Regions from separate parts of the Cyprinus carpio genome. Here region 1 is linked to region 2. A link is a contact called in public Hi-C data. All regions are on one chromosome and are shown on one strand. The core of a region is the stretch at or near the end of the contact, and the rest is flanking DNA. Distances in the headings are between cores, read along the strand shown. Region 1 overlaps LOC109076470 (protein EFR3 homolog B-like). Region 2 holds the start of snx9a (sorting nexin-9a).

Region 1 (4,872 bases), core at 1,560-4,059, 37 kb after region 2:
TATTAATTATATCATTATGATGACCCTATGTGTCCACTGGCATAATTATTTAGCCCCACAGTCATGTACATATCACAGAGGTGAGAGAAACACCTGTAATGCCAAAGCCAGTCGGATCAGGTCCACCACCACCTCCTCATTGGCCAGCTCCACACAGATCAACCCCAGCAGCGTATACAGAGACTCAAAGTGCCGCTGGACGCTGCTCTCCTCTTTGCAGGCCAGGTAAATGTGGCGGTACAGCCTCTGGCTGTGTTTCTTCATGAACAGGTTATCCTGCCTTGAGCACTTGTCTACTTTCAACTTCAGTATTGAGATATCTGAGATAATTCTGTTGAAAACAATAGAACAATACACCGTAAAATGTTTTTCAGGTAAATCTCAAGGACCTACTGTAGCAAAACACTTTGTGAAATTAAATAATATAATTTTTTAAAACATATATAATAAGAGCAATTCATACTGTGAAATGTATGAAAGCAAAGATACATTTTTAACCACTAACTAATCAAAAGCTACCATGGTATGTATTAACTATTTTTAACATTTTAACCAGTACTTCATGCATTACAATACAGAGGTAAATGTAAAATGTGTCAGGTACACTGTAAAAAATATTAAAATATATATATATATATATATATATATATATTTTTTTTTTTTTTTCTAAATTGTAGATTTCTAGAGTTTTTTCGAGTGTGTCAGTGCGCCCCAACCTGACAGGGGAGAATTTGTGCCGGTTGTCATGGCGATCAATGATGCTGATGAGGATGTCAAGAACAAGTAGACGGATCTCTGCGTCCTCCATCAGAGTGAAGGACAAGAGCGGGTCCAGGAATGAGGTGGGAAGTGCCGTCAAAATGTTTGTCGACTGGAATCCTGCTGTTACCTAAATGAGAAACGGAGAGACTGATGTTTCAAGGCACACAAGACCGTCAGACGGTTTAGACTGCGTCAGCAACTGTGGATATCATGAAACAGCAGGGGGAGTAAATGCTCTCCGCATGGCACAGCGGGACATCATGACTGACACAAACCAGCTCACCTGCAGCAGAGACTTCAGCAGCATAATCTGGATCATCCTACTGCCCTCAACCCTGAAACCAGAAAAAGACACTTATTGACAAAATACAATCTTGCAACGCTAGCATTCATCTTATTAAATGCTAGCGTTTAATTTGCATTTCATTTTGTGCCAGCAGAAAATACATCGTAAACATGTCTAATTGATAAAGTCTAGGTTGTAACCCTGTCTCACCCGGTGTTGGCCGACCCCAGAGATGGATACATGCCTGGCACAGGAATTTTACCAATGATGAACAGCATGACTTCTGACCGTTGGTAGGTGGGCAGTGTGTTTGCAAATGAGCCTGTGAACAAAGAAAGATAAGTAAGGGATCATGCACAGTATCTATCTATCTATCTATTTAAAAGACTTAAATACCAAGATTTACCAAATCCAAATTTTGTTATAATTTAAAGAGTGACAATGTGGCTTGATATTAAACTAAGCACTGCTATGTAGAAAATTATTCATCTGAGCCAAGACAATTATATAGTTTAGCCACGGTCATTTTACAAAAATATTTAACTGCTACTACTGTCAGATTCACTCACAAACATTCAATTGTTCACCCACCAATAGTTTTGATGACAGCTTCTTGGAGTTGTCTCTCCTCGTGTACTTTAATGACCTTGGAGCCCAGGTTTGCAAAAGAGTCGTAGGATCCTGTGAGCTCATAGTCCACACTGAGTCTGAGCTGCTTCAGTAGAGTATTAAACACTTCCAGTACTGTGGGCCCTGTGGAGAGGGACGGCACAGAGCCGAAACTAAATAAAAGGGGATAGTTCACGCAAAAATGAAAATTCTGACATTAATTACTCACCCTCATGTCGTTTCAAACCTGTAAGACCTTCGTTCATCTTCGGAACACAAATTAAGATATTTGTGATGAAATCCGAGAGTTTTCTGATCCTGCATAGACAGCAACACAACTGACATGTTCAAGGTCCAGAAAGGTAGTAAGGACATTGTTAAAATAGTCCATGTGACATCACTGGTTCAACCTTAATACTAATAATAACAAATAATATCCTCCAAGCACAAAAAAAAAAAAAAAAAAGAATTAATTAAACAATATCATCACTTCCGTGTCAACGAAAAGTATTCTCGTAGCTTCATAAAATTACAGTTGAACCACTGATGTCACATGGACTGTTTTAACAGTGTCCTTAGTTACTACATTTCTGGGCCTTGAACGTGTCAGTTGCGTTGCTGTCTATGCAGGGTCAGAAAACTCTCAAAATTCAACAAAAATATCTTGTTCCAAAGATCTTGATTACATGAGGGTGAGCAATTTTGGGGTGAACTGTGCCTTTAAGGAACATTGTCCATGCGTCTGATTTCTACTGTATAAATTATTTGTCAAACATATAAACACTTGATACATATGAAATAAGCAGTGTGTATATCACTTTTTATCTGAAAGAAAAAAGTAATAAAAGAACAAATATGGACAAGTGTTTTTAGAAATAAATCCTATAAAATGCTTGTCTTTTGAGATGGTTTTAGTGCTCCCTCTAGTGGTCTAAAGATGGTCTGTTACCTATGGATCCACTGGCCTCTATGACAGCTGCCTCTGAGATCACCTCCACTATCCCAGCACGCACTCGGGCTGAATTCTTACTGTTGGCATCCAAATGGCCCAACAGCTGCTGAATCACCAGATGTGAATGTTGGGACTGTAAAAGGAACCGTAGATGAGTTAATATTACAGTAACACACTACTGTATTTTAAAAATGTTTCGATATGTCCACAAACACCACGTACTGTAATTATTTAGTAGCAAATGACCATGCTCTACAATGCAAGTGTGTCTTGCATTGTATTTTGTGTAAGATACTTTCACAATCAAATTTCAGCAGAGTTGTTTGTACCTACCTGAATGGAGTACATAATGATTTTGAAACAGCGCACTGAAAATGTTTTGCTCTCCCAGAGTGAATGATTATCAAGGTGCCTGGAAATATACAAGTGAATTAATGATTAGCTTCAGCAAATAGAACTAGAGCAGGAAACAGCAGACAAAGTAGGTCAAAAAAATAAAAATAAATACACTTGCACTGTGACAACAGATACTACAGTTACTTTTACTGTGAAGTATGTTTTAGGCTAACAATGAGGACAATTTGTTTAATCTTTTTTCTTCATTTCCTTTCCAATTCTGTAGTGCCCCTGGTGAAAAATAAATATAATAAAATGCATTTGCAAAACATTCATTTCATGCTAAGTATACTACAAATACATACATAATAAAAATACCCTGCAGTTGTACTTTTAGTATACTTGAAGTCTGCTAAATTGGAACAACAAATTTTGTGCTTAATGCACTTTAACTGTGCAGAAGTAGTGCTGAGGTCCAACTAAAGATATATTGAAGTATATCTGATTGTGCTAAAGTACACCTATTGCAAATATACTTCAGGTACACTTTAAATATCTTGCATTTAAAGAATGATATTATTCAAAGATCATACAGTCCTCATCAACAGTGACATTAAAACACATTTTAGGCTTAATATTAAGAAACGTGAACAAGTATTACTCCAAATAAAGTTAAATTATAATTTTTACATCAGTAAGTCTCGAGTGTTATGTCAGTAAATATGTTAACAGATTTGAACTATACTTGGTATGCAATACATAAAATTGTAAATATATTACTTACTAGGGGTATCATTTGTGTGAAAAAAAAAACCTCGTCCTGACATTCTACAATGGGATAAATTAATTTATATGTATAAATGGAAACCTCTGTTGAGTTCAATTATTAATAATTCATCCAAGCATCCATGTCATTATCCCATTTACACTCTACACGAAAGTTTGAAGTTGGTAAGATAAATAAGTAATATAGTGAAATATTATTACAATTTAAAATCTTTTTCATTTCTTTAAAAATCTTACTGACTCCAAACTTTGCAATGGTAGTGTATGTGCATTGTTTTGCATGTATTATAATAAGTAGTCCAGTCAATTAGTAACAGCTGCATGATCATTAATTTCACCATAATGCTAAATTCATATAGTCATTTATTGTCAAATGTATGCCCCTTATTCATTAAAATAAAATATATAATGAAAAAAAAAAAACAATTGTTAATAGTTAAAATATACGTCTCATATAACTACTTGTATAAAATGAACTGAAAAGATAAGAAATGTGTCCCTGTGCTGCCCTCTTGTGGCTGATCAGGGTAGCGCATAAACACTCACATGAGCACAGGTTTCACAGCGTTCTTGATGTTGTCGTAGGCCGCTCGTCCAAGCAGCTCTCGAAAGCATCTCTCTGTCAGTTCCACTGGACTCTCCTTCTCTGTCTCTGGGGAAGGAGACCTATCAATAAGAATCATAAAACAAACATAAACCAGGGCTGATCAATAGGCTGATTGTTGTTGGCAGTACTGTTACTTGTGGTCAGTTATTTCATTTATTAGATGTGAAGAGTTTTATGGTTCGGAGTTCATTGCACGGTTCAATTCAGATTTCGTGGTCTGCCTCTGCCCCTCAGGACTTTGGGTTTAGTACAGCAGCTTCTAGAATAAATGACTTTCTTATTACACTTGAGAGTCTGACACCTCAGTTGTAGTCAGTCTACTGTTATATCACACAGTTTTCATTAGCATTCGATTAGGAGTTCATTAGCTTAATCACACAGACTGGAAAAAGCTATTAGCAAGACACTGTTTCTCTGAGGGAAAATTTACACTTCCATTAGACTAAAAGTGTCCATGTCTCTTCATGTGTGTATGCGAGCATGTAAGTGTGTTTCAGACCTCTCTATGCCTTCTTCCTGTTGGAGGTTGAACAA
Region 2 (5,024 bases), core at 569-3,068:
TTCATCATCTTTTTCTGTTGGGCAAAGTTACACACTGAGAACACACATTAACCCCCGAGAGCAACAAACAAAGATCACAGAATGCAAAGGGTGTATTAAATTAGCAGCAGCCCAGACGTTCTGGAAGATCTTCCAGCACCTGCATCTATCTCTCATTGACTCTCATCTCCCCTCACTCATCAGTATTCCCACACAAGAGAGCATCTCTGTTTGGGTGTTCTCCCTTCTGTCTCTCCTCAGGCTGATGTGGAGGACAGTGAACAAAAGTGGAACACAATCAGTACTGAGCAGCTGCTGGCATCCTGACCCCCGACCCACCCAACCCCTCTGTCTCCCACTCCCTCGCTCAGACACACACACAAAGCCTTGAAAATGACCACATAACCTTCACCAAACTGGGAATCTCCCTAGGCAACTGAGGGAGTTCTGCTCCGGTGGGACTCTATTCCAGTAAATCATCTGTGTCATGAGCTTACATGCACACACGTTCACCTACTTCAAGTCTTTCAAATGTGCTCGCAGTCCCTGTGCTCAACTTTACACAAACAGATAGATAGATAGATAGATAGATAGATAGATAGATAGATAGATAGATAGATAGATAGATAGATAGATAGATAGATAGATAGATAGAGAGCACGTCATCTGGAAACCATCTGCTGTGCACAAAAATCTGATAAACATTTATAAGATGTAGGTTTTACATACTTTCTAAATCATAAACATCTTAAAGAGATTTTCTACATGTTTTTTTTTTTTTAACATCTGATAAGAGACGTACTGCAGACAAGCAAACACTCTAAAAATGTCTTCCAGATGTAAACATGTAGGCTACATCAAATAGACATTTCTTGGATGTACTGTACGTGTGCTATGGGTGTGTGTGTGTGTGTGTGTGTGTGTGTGTGTGTGTGTGTGTGTGTGTGTGTGTGTGTGTGTGTGTGTGTGTGTGTGTGTGTGTGTGTGTGTGTGTGTGCATGATTGTTTTATATATTTATATTTTATTATTTATTAGTATTGTTTATTACATTTATATGGACAAAATGTGGGTACAATTTGTGTGTTTCGAAAGTTCAAAAAATTGCACCTAAAAAATTTTTTTTATTTTTTTGCACTACTGTCACAGAAAGTCAAGAAGTCATGTGACAGCTTCCTCGAAAATAATATACCAAACACAGTATCAGTTGCAATAATTACGTTTTTTTTTCTCAAAATATCAATTTCTTTCATTCTTTATAGGAGTTATAAGAGCACCATTTGTGAACAAACAAATGTCAGTGACTTTAAACGTTGTAGTCAAATAAATATATATAAATAAGCATATGTTGTGTGCACTCTATACACACAACATAAATAAAATATGAGTAAAAAATAAATAAATAATGTCAAAAAGTAATTCAATGGCATATTGATTGATGCTGGATGAAAACACTAGCTTGGAAATGTGGCTTTACCTTTAAAGACCAGTAGATGGCAATCTTACTTCATTATGGGAGTACACATATTTAGTGCAGCTCCTTGTTTATATTTTATATTTTTTCTCACCACCTTTCTTACTCTACCTGCACAGCAGTGGCAGTCCTTCCCTGAAGAAGCCGTTCCTTCAGTAAACCTGCTCTGACACGCCTAAGCACAAACAATCTTTCATTGCTACAAACATATAAGCTTTTCAAATAAAATGCTTGTGTTAAATTAAAATAGCTTAATAACTAATACAAATAATCGCGATAATTTCGATGTCTAATAGGTTTTACAACATCTAAATAAATCCTGAATTCCAGTGTTTCATAATGTCTCTGTTGTTTACTTGAGCTTTACTGGGCGGTGTGTGTGTGTGTGTGTGTGAGTTGGAGGAAGAGCTGCTCTGACAGCTCAATAAGCCATACATTTTGAGGCCAATGTGCTGAAGTTTTCCGGGTCCGAGTTAGGGAAAGAGGACGAAACATCTCCATTTTCAACGCCCATGTCTCGTTATATGGGTCAGATAACTGGATTTTATCGAGCTATGTTTTGCTAATCGAGAGCAGTCACTGCTGCATAACACAAAAATAAACGCGTCATTTTCGCTTCATTTAGGGACAGAAAGGTTTGTTTTTACTACGTTTTGTTGATTTTAAGAAGTCATATCGCATGTTAATGGTGATTAAATTATTGATACCACGATGGCAGTGAAGGTAAGTTTTGGTACAACACTGTGATAAACACTACTAATGAAATGACTGTGGCGCATTTGTCTCATACGAACAGCCAAACGATAATTAATGTTGCATTGTTGCATGTTGTAGACACTCATCAGTGTACTTTATTAATGGACTGTATTTTTAAGTAAAGTTAACACCCGATAAAATATGTTGTATTACAACAAGAGTTGTATTTCTATGAAACGAATTATAACAAAATGTCCATTAGTTTAGCAAGATCTTATTTATAGGTAGGCCTAATTTCACTTGCGATTTGAACTGTATCCACTGCTGTACACTGTTTGCAAAACCAGTACTGATGCCCTATTCCTAAACGAATTCTATTGAGTCAGGCCTTATCAATGAATCATTTGAACCGGTTTGGTCAATTCATTCAAGAAAACATTGACAGGTCCAGCTCGTAGTGCTCGAATCAAGGATTTGATTAATGGAGTGAAAAGGTTACTTTATCAGTATTAGAAATATGTACTGGTATATATGTAAAGTAGCCTACAACATGAGTGTGTGGCAAGTTTATGAACACAAAATAGCGTTTAGATGTGCAAAAATGTTTCAGGCAACAGTAAATAGATTAGAAGGACTGTTAGGCTATTTAATGTTAATCATAATTCTATTTAGGTACTAAATGAATTAAGCTCTGAACTAAACTGGGACAAACGAAACTAGAATTACTGTATGAATGTAGTAAGTGATATCATAAGTTTACTTTTTGGAACTTTTATGTATGTATGTATGTATTTATTTATTTTACAGCATGTATACAACACCAGGGTGTCAGGGAACACGTGTTAAATTAATTACGTCACAATGTACAGGGATTATTATTTTTATTATATAGAGAGATTATTAAAATTAAGTCTTTTATTTTATTAAGCCCAACCCTAATTGTAACACATATTTATTCATAATTTTGAAACTTTACAAAAGCACAAAAATGATCATACATGGGGGAAAAGTATGATTTGACAATAACCATAAAGATCAGTTAGATTAAATGATTAAAATAGTTAAATTGGTTACATTTATTTAAAAGAGAGAGCGCAGATGCAAATGAAAAGTGTAGCTAATTGTATTATGAAAGGCTGTTACTTAAAGTTTGTGTATATGTTACTATTATCTGTTGGGGATTAGTACTAAAAATGTATTACTGAGAAGAGTTTTGAAAAATCAGCATTTAAAACTTGCTGTATTTCAAAACCTAGTGAGCTAAATTAGTAGTATTCATGGACATTATATGCAGGTTCTGAGTCATCTGGGTACAAATATGCACAAACAGTCAGCTGACTCAAAACCCACCTCAAAATACTGTCTAGGTAGGCACCTCACTAGGTCACGATGAGGCAGGCCTTTGTGTCGCCTGTCTCCACCTTGTTGCTGTGAACAGGAACATGGTGCATCCTGTCAGGAACAGAACCCAAGGGAACACGTCATTCAGTGGTTTGGTCAGCATTATCATTCAAGGAAGCACGTCGTTTTGATATGGATAAACACTCAGCGCACTAAATATGGAAGCTGAGCTTGGTTAGAGGTGGTTTGACACAGAAAACCAGTTTTAATGTTTTGGTTTACATGTTGGCTGTGTTTTGTGATGGCTGGTCATGCGAAAGAGCCCTCATATGCGGAAATTAGGCTATAAAATCTTCCAGCATATAGTACGATGAAAAGGTGACATTAGATGAAAAATGTATTTCATTATATTTTTTCATTTGGGACCTGTGTGTATGCATTTACAAAAATGGACATGTGTTTTTATTATTCTTGGAGCAGATTTTTATAATGTCATACAGTATAATGTTACACGTATAACATCTACATACAGAATTGTTAGTCTTTTTCAGTTTCAAAATGCAGAGGTGAAAGTTTTAGCCATGCCACACTGAAATATTCATGCAGTTACTGTTCTGTGTTACCCATAAGTTTGCTGTGTTCAGGCTCAGGTATTATATGACTTCACTGCTGAGCCTGGCAACAATGAGCTGTCTGTTCAAGAAGGAGAAATACTCACGGTCACTAACCAGGTGAGGATATACTGAGCATCAGCATTAGCACTAATGCTTCAAGACAGGCACTTGGCTATAGACAATATAAAAAAAATGTTATATATGCAGTACCATTCAAAAAAAAATGGGGTCAGTTAGATTTTTTCATTTTTTATTTTTTAAAAAAGAAATTGATACATTTATTAAGCTACAGTGTATTAAATTGATCATAAGTGACAGTTAAGACTGCTGTATCATGGTTTCCAAAAAACATTGTGGAAGCAGCATGACTGTTTTTAACATTGATAATAATAAATGTTTCTTGAACAGCAAATCAGCATATTAGAATGATTTCTGATGGATCATTTGACACTGAAGACTGCAGTAATGATGCTGAAAATTCATGTTTGCCATCACAGAAACAAATTCAATTGTAAAATATATTTAAAAAGAAAAGAATTCTTTTAAAAGGTAGAAGTATTTCACAATATTACTGTTTTTACTGTTACTGTTGTTATTTGTAATGCAGCCTTGGTGAGACTTCATTCAGAAATCTTACAGATGCCAAACTTTTAAATGAGATATAGAATTCCCCCCTCTGTTTTTCTTTATTTTATGTAGAATGTAGGCGGTGGCTGGGTAGAGGCTCGGAATTCCAGAGGAAATGTAGGCCTCGTGCCTGAGGACTATATTGAGGTAAAAAAAAATACCCTAATCATCAGCTTTGTTTTCGATTTCACTTCTTTATACAGAGCATTAGATGAAATTAGAACATTTTGTGTGATTATTTTTAGAACTCTAGAGAGGGGAAGGACAAAATGAAAGCAAACTTCTGATTATGTAG

What was found. Hi-C and Micro-C count contacts between places; a contact is called where the count stands out from the background.
Region 1: a contact with region 2 is called in a Hi-C map of liver, with 7 times the contacts expected there. The contact joins the enhancer-like site here to the promoter of snx9a in region 2. A contact is called at or near these places in 3 of 8 Hi-C or Micro-C datasets (liver and red blood cells).

The regions. Positions count from the first base shown.
Region 1 is chrB17:17,175,287-17,180,158 of ASM1834038v1, forward strand. LOC109076470 (protein EFR3 homolog B-like) reads right to left here. Exons shown (of 22, transcript XM_042742570.1): 6 at 4,838-4,872; 7 at 4,278-4,397; 8 at 2,943-3,021; 9 at 2,607-2,742; 10 at 1,640-1,801; 11 at 1,259-1,370; 12 at 1,046-1,097; 13 at 717-889; 14 at 94-331. Among protein-coding and RNA genes, the nearest start is that of LOC109076472, 13 kb to the left of the region's middle. Within about 2 kb of position 2,810, at least 1 of the 8 cell types and tissues checked has an H3K27ac peak or open chromatin away from gene starts, as enhancers often do. A contact at or near this core is called in liver, where this site is marked.
Region 2 is chrB17:17,139,051-17,144,074 of ASM1834038v1, forward strand. It overlaps snx9a (sorting nexin-9a), which reads left to right and starts at 1,819. Exons shown (of 18, transcript XM_019092170.2): 1 at 1,819-2,174; 2 at 4,133-4,219; 3 at 4,802-4,876. The coding sequence starts at 2,163.